3 separate regions of the Arachis hypogaea genome follow, and regions 1 and 3 are each linked to region 2. A link is a contact called in public Hi-C data. All regions are on one chromosome and are shown on one strand. The core of a region is the stretch at or near the end of the contact, and the rest is flanking DNA. Distances in the headings are between cores, read along the strand shown.

The links. Hi-C and Micro-C count contacts between places; a contact is called where the count stands out from the background.
Region 1: a contact with region 2 is called in a Hi-C map of leaf, with 2.7 times the contacts expected there. The contact joins two enhancer-like sites. A contact is called at or near these places in 2 of 8 Hi-C or Micro-C datasets (both in leaf).
Region 3: a contact with region 2 is called in a Hi-C map of leaf, with 4 times the contacts expected there. The contact joins the promoter of LOC112796751 here to the enhancer-like site in region 2. A contact is called at or near these places in 2 of 8 Hi-C or Micro-C datasets (leaf and an unstated tissue).

Annotation. Positions count from the first base shown.
Region 1 is chr4:52,818,552-52,822,448 of arahy.Tifrunner.gnm2.J5K5, reverse strand. No RefSeq gene overlaps it. Among protein-coding and RNA genes, the nearest start is that of LOC112794284, 12 kb to the right of the region's middle. Within about 2 kb of position 2,373, at least 3 of the 3 cell types and tissues checked have open chromatin away from gene starts, as enhancers often do.
Region 2 is chr4:53,250,946-53,254,596 of arahy.Tifrunner.gnm2.J5K5, reverse strand. No RefSeq gene overlaps it. Among protein-coding and RNA genes, the nearest start is that of LOC112798414, 83 kb to the right of the region's middle. Within about 2 kb of position 2,061, at least 1 of the 3 cell types and tissues checked has open chromatin away from gene starts, as enhancers often do.
Region 3 is chr4:52,900,745-52,904,619 of arahy.Tifrunner.gnm2.J5K5, reverse strand. LOC112796751 (auxin efflux carrier component 4) reads left to right here and starts at 2,471. Exons shown (of 6, transcript XM_025839347.3): 1 at 2,471-3,875. The coding sequence starts at 3,130.

The DNA.
Region 1 (3,897 bases), core at 1,124-3,623, 430 kb after region 2:
GAGATCAGAAAACATAAATTCATTACAATTAGTTCCGATGACTAAGATAGGCAGTAGGGACGGACAAGAATTGAAATAGTTGACGAAACTCACTACTATGGAGGCTTTAATTTTCTACCTTTTTGAAAAAGGAAAAAAAAGGAATTGTGGTCCCAATTTCATGTTAACCACTCATATGGTCATTAAAATGGAATAAATGTTATTTGAAAATTGTTTTCGTTGTGATTGTATATTTTTTGTTGACATCTTTAATTTGTCCGAATTGTTTATGTTTTATTAAAATATAAACCCTATATATCCATTCCCTTTGACAATTTGAGTGATGAGCATCTATGTGTATATATATATATACTTTATACTTGTACACTCTTCTCCATATAAGCGATCCCCACGTCTTATAAATGCTATATCTGAATTTATAGTTGTAACTGTAATGAATTTAACTATACATTAATATTATTATTATCCTGTATGTTAGTTGAATATATGCATATCTGACAATATATTTAAAGCAGATGGAATTGTTTGTACCCTTATGTCTAAACATATATTAATTTTAACAAGACACATACACATTTCATTTCAGATATCTTACAATATGATATAGCAAGCCCCCATATACTCATGTCCATTTATTAAAAAAAAAAGGTGATGTCCAACATAGATAGATGACTAATTAATTTAATTGGAAGGACTATATATACAGAATATATACATATATACATGATGATGAAAATGATGTAGCAAATTAAATGATATTATATTTATTTATATATAAATATAATTTGGTAGGTGGAATTGTTAAAACATATGGTGATACACTCGTGTGCGTGGCCTGACATTGGAGCATAAAATGAGGGGTCCGATCTAAGTGATGTGGGTTGCGGTGGCACAAAGAAAGAAAAAGAAGTACACAGCATGAAATAATAAATATATATATACTAGTAGTAGATAAATAGTATTAAATTAAATGTGTCTAACCATATGTATCTATATGCAGGGGGTAGAATTTATTCAGGTGAAATTATAAATAAATAAGAATACGATATGATATGATTAATAGATGGTTTTAATTTGTGGAAGTAGTAGCAAGCAAGTTGGAGAGAGAGAGAGAGAGAGAGAGAGAGAGAGAGAGAGAGAGAGAGAGAGAGAGAGAGAGAGAGAGAGAGAGAGAGAGAGAGATGAATGAATGGGACTAGAGAAAGAGTAATGAAAGGAGTGATGATGGTGTGTGTAGGGTGAACAACGGACATTCAGCGGATGGGCTGCTGTGGATTAGTGTTTTCTTGGGACCATTTCTTCATCAGGGCTGCCCCCCTCAATATTCATAACCACCTACCACTATCAATGTTAACTACTAAGTAACTTATTATAATGCTTTATATGTTTTTTTAATAAAGTAATGAACCATTCAAATAATCAATTATTAAAAATGAATTCCCCCTCCCTCCTCTCTTTTAAAGGGATTCCAACTGAAAAAAAAAATAACTAAATAAAAAGAAAATCTTTTTATTTTTTATGAAGTAGAGACACTTATTTGAGTTGTCGTGTCAACGTCTCGGACATATTTCAAACACGACACTCTTTCGATAAAAATGTCTGCTATGTCTAATCGTGTCTTATTAAAAAATAAAAAATTCTTTTCTATACACACTTAGACACATCTAAATATCATTATGTGTCAGCGTGTAGCCTTATTCTTAACATATATTTTCAAAATAAATTTAAAAATAGTATATATTATTATTTATTAAAATAAAAAATATTATAAATACTTTATATAATTAAAATAAGATATTAAAATAATTAAAAAAATAATTTATATTTTAATATTAGTTATATTTTATATTTTTATATATACGTATTACTGTATCTTATAAAATTTTAAAATTTATGTATCGACATATTTCATATTGTGTTGTATTTTGTGTTTATGTAAGTGTTCATACATCATAGCTAATTTTTAATTTCAAAATTTTATCTAATAAAAATTCATATATAATTATCTCTATATAAAATTGTTTATTGAGAACTACCCGTTTCTTGAACCACAAACTATCTCCAAGCCATTCTCATCTATGATCTATTTGAGTACTATAGATTCTTACCCTTTTTTTTTCTTTTTCTCTTTTCATTTATTTATTTATTTTTACTTGTTCAAATCTTTGGTCGCTTCTTGTTTTTTCATTTTTTCTTTTGTCGTGAGTAGGACCGGACTTGCTTTTGACAAAAACAAAATCAGTTCAGGAGCAACTGTTTCTTCTTTTTTTTTTTTTTTAGCAATCATGATAAATTCATCTTGGTCAGGCCCTTGACACGGTGGCAGCAAGACACTACAGATAGGGTAAAAGCCTGAAGCCCAACTTAGGTCCAAAGGGAAAATTTTATTGGGCCTTCATAATGATATTAAGGTTCTCTTTTATATTTGGTTTTTGTTGACAGGAAGCGGTGGCTACCAAATACTTTGTTTTTTGACGGGAAAGAGGGTGTTCATTCCACAGGGGCTATGATTTCTAGCCAGGCAAGATTTTGAACATGATGAGGAACCTCTTCCATCCACACAATATTTGGATTGGTATTTGGTAATGGCTATTTTTGCTAGTTCATGGACAACTCTATTCCCATTTCTTTTAACATGATTAAAAGGCACAAATCTAATCTAAACTCACTCACTAAAGACAAAGCATCAGCCACAAAAGCCCCAAAAAACGGTCACATTCCACAATAATCCCCAAAAACCAACACTCCTTTGCTAATTTCATACCCAAATAAATCGCAAGAGCCTCTGCTTCATGGGCTTCAAGTGTAGGATTAATAGGCCATGTTGCTTCAGCTAGGATTTGGCCCAAACAGTCTCGAACAACCGCACCCGCACCTGTAACACCCTAATTATCAAAAGTCACGCTTCCGGCTGCGCTACTCTGATAGCTCGGATATTACGACGACTCTTATACTATTTAATTACTAAAATATGAGTATATTTAAAACTTTAAACCGCAATACCCCTGCGAAAAAACTTTAGTTATGAAACGTACATCCATATATACAATATAAGTTACAATACCCAACGGAAATACACACACACACACACACACACACACATATATATATATATGTTAATTTACAAGCACCTCAAATCAAAATCCTATCCCTCTTACAAGACTTGCAAAGTTAAAGGCGAGGGAGACATAACTACTAAAACAATACAAAAATATCGTCTGACAGAAAATAAATAAATATCTTCTGAACTTCATCGTCTGTAACCTGAAAAGAGAAGATCTGTAGGGGAGTGAAAACATCATCCTCGAAAGGGTTCTCACTATAGGGTTGCAGAATTACTATAATAGGATACGCGGGATAAAATCGTTACAGTGATTAATAACTCCCTTATGCGTCTTTTCAAAACAACAATTTACTATAAGAGAAAAATCTGAAATCTTTTCTGAAAGAGGAACTGTTCATTTCTTGAAAATTCAAAAGCCTTTCAAAAGGTTTATCTATACTGGTCCAAATTAGTTTTTCATACTTTTCCAAACCAGAAACATCAACCAAACATGGCCTTCGGCCCACCTCATGATCAACCAAGACTCTAGGCCCAAACAACCCAAACAACAACCAATCACTATAGTCCAATACAATCTCAGTCGCAAACACAAATAGGAAAGTTCAAGCACAAATAAACAGTTACTGCAAGTAGAACAATTAGCAGTTAATCACAAGTAATCACAAAGGCAAACCAAGTGCAGTATGCACACCCAAACAATGTCACATAGATGCATATGATGAATGCATGTTCTAGTGGCTGATGATATCATCTGTCAGTTATAAAGCCAGCCTGACAAGTCCTGGTAGCTAACTATTGGACTGTCCCTCTGTCGTGCATCCCCAACTCGAGTT
Region 2 (3,651 bases), core at 812-3,311:
ACGAGAAAAGTTATTGCACAACAACACAGTCACTTAATAAGTGAATCATACTCCTCTTAATATTAGTTGTGATAGAATGTATAATTTCATTAAATATAAATGTGATGAGTACAATTTTACTACTTTATGGGTATTGGTTAAAGTTCTCTAAATATTTAAAAAAAAACTGTTTTTTATATGATTAAAAAGTAGATTTAACTAACATATATTCTAAAACATTTTATTAACACATATTAAGATTATCTAATTAAAATTTTTTTATAAAAGATATACAGAGTTCAAATTTTTATTCTACTTATTATATATTTATTAAGATAAAAAATTTAAAATTTCTACTCATTGTATTTGTAATCTTATACCCTTTCTTAATCTTTACAAATTTTCGGTGGTTAGTGTTTTCTTTTTTATTAGTTCATATCTGTTCATATTTTTATTAATATTTTTTTTTGTCATACATAGGAGAATGATTTGTATTCTTTTGTGGCAGTAACCTCAAGTAAAACTGGACCAACCAATATTGTTGTTCTTGATCCAAAATATTTTTGCATAAGCCCAATAAACGATGGAGGCATTCCTTAATGGGCACGTCGGTCCACACAGCACATTCCACAAAGAACATGGGATTTCTAATTTCTGGTCCCAAAGCACGAAAATTTCAATTAATTAGCAATACTAAGCCGAAATTTTCTGAAAAAAAAAATTATTCAAAATACTAATAGTACTTTTATTCGAAGTCAAATCTACTAATTAAAGTTTCATGAAAGAAAAATTACCACTTGATTAGTAATATTGATAATATCATCTAAATGCCTAAGGAACTTGAAGATTTGAATTATTAACACAACAACATTAATTATGAGCAAACTCAACAATAATCCAAAAACACTTTTTCATACCGAACTTATACATTACCTTAATGTTGCATATGCATTCTTTCCAATTATTGAGTGTATATTTTGTTACCAGAATGTTGTGAGTTGGATTATCTTTAGAGAAAGGTTTATTGGAAATTGTTGTAATAAGATGCATATATATACAATGATCCAAAGTCACAAAAAAACTAGTAACATTGCCTTACCCTACCACATTCATCGTTGGATAAGACTGACTTTCCCAACATTAATGTCCCACCCTTTCATACCACAATCACTTCCCATGAGATATGGTCCTAGTTTCTTAAATAATTATTAGTCTTTTTGCAAAGTAGCCCTCTTATTATTACTAGTACTTAATCATAAAGTGGGTCTCTGAAATTTTGCACCCTGCCCTATCCTTCTCAAAAAGATATATCAACCAAGAAGAAGGTATTAGAGTTTATTGGGAAAAAGGAGAGAATGATGCGACTACTCCTTATAATTAAAATGAATCTAATATATTTTAAGATATATTCACTTATTTATGAGTCCTCACATCTTATTATATATATAAGTATGTTCAAATATTGCATAGACTTGTTATCTAAAAAGATTTTTTTATGGTTATTATAATCTGTCATCTAAGATACAACAGTAAAACTTATGAAGTTGTTTTGTATATTCAAAAAAATTCATTTTTTGACACGTTTTTTTAAAATGTGTCGAAAAATTGAAATAAATGTGATTATAAAAAAGGTTCACGTAAGAATTTTTTTTTGAGTTTGTGTGAATTTTTTGTATAAGTTCTATTTTTTCTTTATATTTGTTTTACTTTATTATTTTTTTTAAGAAATAATAAAGTTTAAATTCTAGATCTTTTAATCATAAAAGTTTTAATATTATATCATGATAATATCATTTCCTCTAAAATTGATAAAAAGATGATACATAAATTATTAAATTTTTAACAGAAATCTAAAATAGACTAATAATATCCAAAAATCTAGACCAATATATATATTAACATTATATAATTTCAATCATGAAAAAAAGAATTAGGATTTGCATTGTAAAAGGGTGGAAGGTAAGGGGCAATGTTGGAATGAAGTAGCTGCGAGGTGATTATTGGTGGGGTTAACATAGTTCTCGCATGCTGATTTACACACATGCCCTAACTCTACTTACTATGCAGTACTTGCTTACTTCAAAAAAGAAAAAAAAAAAAGGAGTGCCACTTTGAACCACTCAACCTAATAGTAGGGGACCATGCATTGTATATTGTATTGTGAATGAAAGACCTTTAACCCTTTTCTTTTTGCACTCACATTCACATGTCTCTCAACGCTTTCTTTGACCCTCGAATATTAATTGAAAATATTTGAGAATATATTAAATAATGGATTAAAAAATCACAATATTAATGTATTATTTATTCTTACTATAGTTTTGGATACGGCTCCAAACATAATGTAATTTCGTAAAATTTGAATAGTAATTAGAATCTCATTCAAAGCAGCTAAAAATTTGCTAAGAGAAATTATAGATTGTATTTTTTTTATATATTTTTAATAGTATTCTCAATTTAACTGGCCAAAATTAATTTATTGAAGATTTAAATTTTATTTAAAAATTTATTATTGACTAACAAATTATTGTATACACAAAATAAGATTTAAATTTTCGATATTTATTTTAACGGACGAGTAAATTAATCACTCGACCAATTTAAGTAGGTTTATAAGTGTACTCTGTACTCTAAATAGTATAACTTACTATAATTTTTAACTCTTATAATACATTAAAAAGTTATTATATATAGATACATTTAAGTTTAGGTACACGTTAAATATATTATAAAAGTGTACAAGAATTTCTTTTAATCAGGTGACTAAATCCGTGATAGCCACGTTTCATCTCCGACCCCTTTTCCATTTTTTACATTTATTTCAGATTTATATCTGGAGCCAAACACATATTAGTAACCCTTTTTTTTATTTTTTTTTTCATTTTAAAAAAAAAATAAAGTTACATGTATTATTGATTGATGAGGTTTCTCTAACTTGGTATCTAACTAGACTTATCCTTTTGTTTTGTATACCCCGTTCTTGAATTTTCTGTTCAAACCTTTCCGTTTCCTATATAAGCCTATTTATGGACTATGACTAATGATTGCTCCATTTTCGTGCTATGCATTCTAATTACTGTTCAAATGTTTAAATCAAATCTACTGTTGTGAGTTTGTTACATTCAATGGACCAGAGATTTGAAAATAACTGGCCACCTTTAAAATTTTCAAGACAAGGCATAATAATGTGTATTTCTAAGTTATATGTGTAAGTTTTACTTCTATAAACTAAGGTTTAATAAGAAAATGATAGTTATATAATCATTTATTTAAATAATAGTTTAAATAATTCTTAAAATAAGTATTTTTTAGATAAATAACTTCTATGATATGTTGGACGCATTAAATGTCAATCTAAGAATATAACCAGCTCCTTTTTTAACTTATATAATTTAATAAAGTCAAATCAAATCCCACATCATATCATCTCAACTTTAATGGGGGCCTGGATGGGGTGATAGCTTCATCACAATTTTAATTAAACATTTTTCTTTTAGAAAAATTATAGACATGCATAATGCTTTGTAGAAGGGTACAGAAGATTGGATTGTGTTGAGTAGGAAATGCCAATGATTTTTGTTTTTCAGTAGCGATAGAATGCAACTGTTAAGACAGTAGGTAAATTAAGGGTGAAATTTGGTCAAACAGTTTGTTAAGCAATCTTAGAAATAA
Region 3 (3,875 bases), core at 1,222-3,721, 350 kb after region 2:
TGTTTAACTTATTTTATTGTTCAACCTCATCAATTGTCTATCTTATTTTGTGTTACATCATAATTTATTTAATTTTTCTGTTCCATATTACAGTTTTTTTATTGACATACAGTCACTCATATTGATGTTGTCACGTTTCTGGAGAATATAATCAATCTCATCTTTTACTGAATGTAGATAAATTTGTAATATTTGATTTTGATATTTTAAAATTTTTTATATGAGCTGTGTTTTAAAATTATGATTTTTATTTAAAAAAATTGGATAATTATAAATATAATAGAAAAGAATATAAATGAAGGATTTTTGGATGTAACAGCACAAATTTTGATCATTATAATGAAAGAAAAAATATATCAAGTTATTGTGGAATGTGATAGCAAGCTCGGTCGTTAAAATGGGCTAAATTTATTGGGTCAGTTTGTTTATATATTTAAATGGATAGGTTTTATCTCTAAAATTAAATCCATTTAAATTTTGAGATAAACGGGTTGAATCCGATTAATTCAAAGAAAATGATGAGTTAAATAAATTAGTAGTCTGCAGACTAAATAGATGTCTCGTTTATTTTTTTACATTTTTTTAAAAAAATAGTACTTTTAGTCGATATTTTTCTTGATCCGACTCAAAAATCTAACCCATCAACTAAAAAATTATTTTTTAAAGATTTTTTACCTAAAAATATTTTTTATCAAAATATTTTTTAAAAAATAAAATAAAAGAATAAACAGGACCCGTTTAATCTATTGGGTTGACCATAAACGATCCAAACTAAAGAATTATAATCTACGAATGAAGTAAATTTAAACAAATCCAATTTAAACAAATCCAAAATAAATAGGCTGGACTAACCCATTTGACAGCTTAACTGAGAGTGTTATTTAAAATATATTTTTTTTATTATTGATGAATTATTATTACCTAGTAGTTCTCTTATCAAAATGTAGCAATTATAGTCACCATGATGACGATAAACATACTAAAATTCACATAGTGTGTCCATATATATAAAATATTAGGTTTACATAAAAAAATTTAACTATCAAATTAATCATTATATAATTATGTATAAATAAATATTATTTCAAACGTTTTTTATGTAATTTTTTGTATTTTAATTAGGGATGATAATAAAATAAATTGATAAAGACGAATTTTTATATTAACCGATTTTCGCTCACCCTATTTTATTTTATTTAAACTCTGTCTCATTATTATTTATGGATATAAAATTCTATCCCAAATTCACTCAGCTAGTTACTCACCTCATTCCTACTTTTATATATATAGCCACTTAGATAAAATAATGTCCCTTTTTAAAAGTTTTTTTAAATTAAAATTTAACACATATAACCAGTTAAATTATGTTATTTTTATTAAAATTAGACTGAACAAATTAGTTTGGTCAAAAAATTAATAAATTAAATTTTAAATTGGTACAAATTAATATTTTTTTAATAAAAAATAACTATAATATTCTTATTATAAAAAATAACTAAAATACTCTTATTTTATATATATTAATTAATTTTAAAAATTTTAAATTTTAACTTTACGACGAAAAAGAAAAAAAAAGTTAGAATTTAAGATTCTCAAAATATATATAATAAGAATATTTTAGTTATTTTCTACAATAGGAGTATTGTAATAATTTTTTATAAAAAATAATATTAATTTAGACTGATTTAAAATTTGATTAACTATTTTTTGATTAAATTAATTTGTTTGACCTAATTTTAACAAAAATAATTCGATTTAATCGATTATATATGTTAAATTTTAATTAATAAAAAGCATCTTTAAAAAAATGTTTTAAACATCTTTTTGTCGGAATGGTTCCGATATAATATATATATATATATATATATATATATATATATATATATATGGGAATAGATATACATAAATTTTAATCTTGTCCTACCTCAATCCGAATAGAAACTCATTCTGTGCAAAATCTATCTAGATCAAATTGAGACGAGTGGGATACCCATGAATACGAGCTGTATTGTGAGGCCTAATTTCAACATGTATTCATTGAGTCTTTTCCAAAAATCTGATATAAAATGCTCTATATCAGAAACTTTGTCCCTCAATTGAGCTTCATTTAAATGGTGAAAAGATAAATAATCAAGCAGAGAAAAAATAGAGGGTTTGATTGATTTTTATATTTAAGATGAAGCAAAAGAATAATAAAAAATCTTGGTTTCACAATTTTTTTATTTTCAAAATAAAAGTACGAAAAATGAACACGATAACAGATCGAACTCAAAAGTTTTCAACACCAGATTTAATACTCCGTTATTCCCCACCACACGATCCATTGCTAGCATGCAACATTTAGCTTTATGCACCTCCCATCCTGGGTTACCCTTAACTATAGCGGGCGGTTACTTCCTAACTCAACTTCTCATTGGTCCCCCACCCTAAACCCAGCCCAATATTGCTCAATGCTCATCAATAATCACTCACTTTAATTTCCAAAACAATATCATAAATTACCATCAGATATATACGAATTTTATTTCTATATAATATGTATTTTTGTATATTTTTATATCTATTTGTATATTATTAAAAATAATTTTTTTTCCTGTTTCCTTTCTTATCAATCATTTTTAGTATAACAATAAAAAAGTATATAAATAAATATTCAGAAAATAAAATATAATATTTCTTCGTTAAAAAATACGTGACTTTATTGCTTTATTTTATACGCACACATATGGCTACATCTTCTTCTACATCCTATTATCTACGTATGAGTGTAATTTGAGTGATGACTACCCCCTTTCTCTCTCTACCTGCGTCACTGCCTATATATACTCTTCCCAACCTACACCTTTATCTTTGTAAATTCACTGTCTCAGACTTCACATTCTCTCTCTAAAATTCCTTCAGCAAAATCAGCAGAGAGAACAGATCACTGAACCAACCCCAACCCTCCTAAACCACTTACTACTAGTTAGTTATCTAACGGTTTCTTCATTTCTTTCTTTCTGTTTCAATTTTTATTCCTATTTTACCCTCCAGGCTCTCCCTAATTTCCAAGCTCATGCCATTCCACCATTAACCAAACTCTCTCTCAAAACTTAATCAAAAAGAAGAAAGACAAAAAGAAAAGAAAAGATGATAAGCTGGAAGGACCTATACAGCGTCTTAACAGCGGTGGTTCCGCTGTACGTGGCGATGATCCTCGCGTACGGTTCCGTCCGGTGGTGGAAGATTTTCTCGCCGGACCAGTGCTCCGGGATCAACCGTTTTGTCGCGATCTTCGCCGTGCCGCTGCTTTCTTTCCACTTCATATCCTCCAACAACCCTTACGAGATGAACTTCCGGTTCATCGCCGCCGACACGCTACAGAAGGTGATGATGCTCTTTGCCTTGGCCATATGGACCAACTTCACCGCCAACGGAAGCCTCGAGTGGATGATCACCATCTTCTCCCTCTCCACATTGCCCAACACTCTTGTCATGGGGATCCCACTCCTCATCGCCATGTACGGCGACTACTCCGGCCAACTCATGGTTCAGGTGGTGGTGCTCCAGTGTATCATATGGTACACTCTCTTACTCTTTCTCTTCGAGTACCGCGGAGCCAAGCTGCTTATTATGGAGCAGTTTCCGGAAACCGCGGCTTCTATTGTGTCCTTTAAGGTGGACTCCGACGTGGTTTCGCTCGACGGTAGAGATTTTCTTGAGACCGATGCGGAGGTTGGTGATGACGGTAAGCTTCATGTTACTGTGAGGAAGTCTAACGCGTCGCGAAGGTCGTTCATGATGACGCCGCGTCCGTCGAACCTAACCGGCGCCGAGATTTACAGCCTTAGCAGTTCCCGGAATCCGACGCCGCGAGGGTCCAACTTCAACCACGC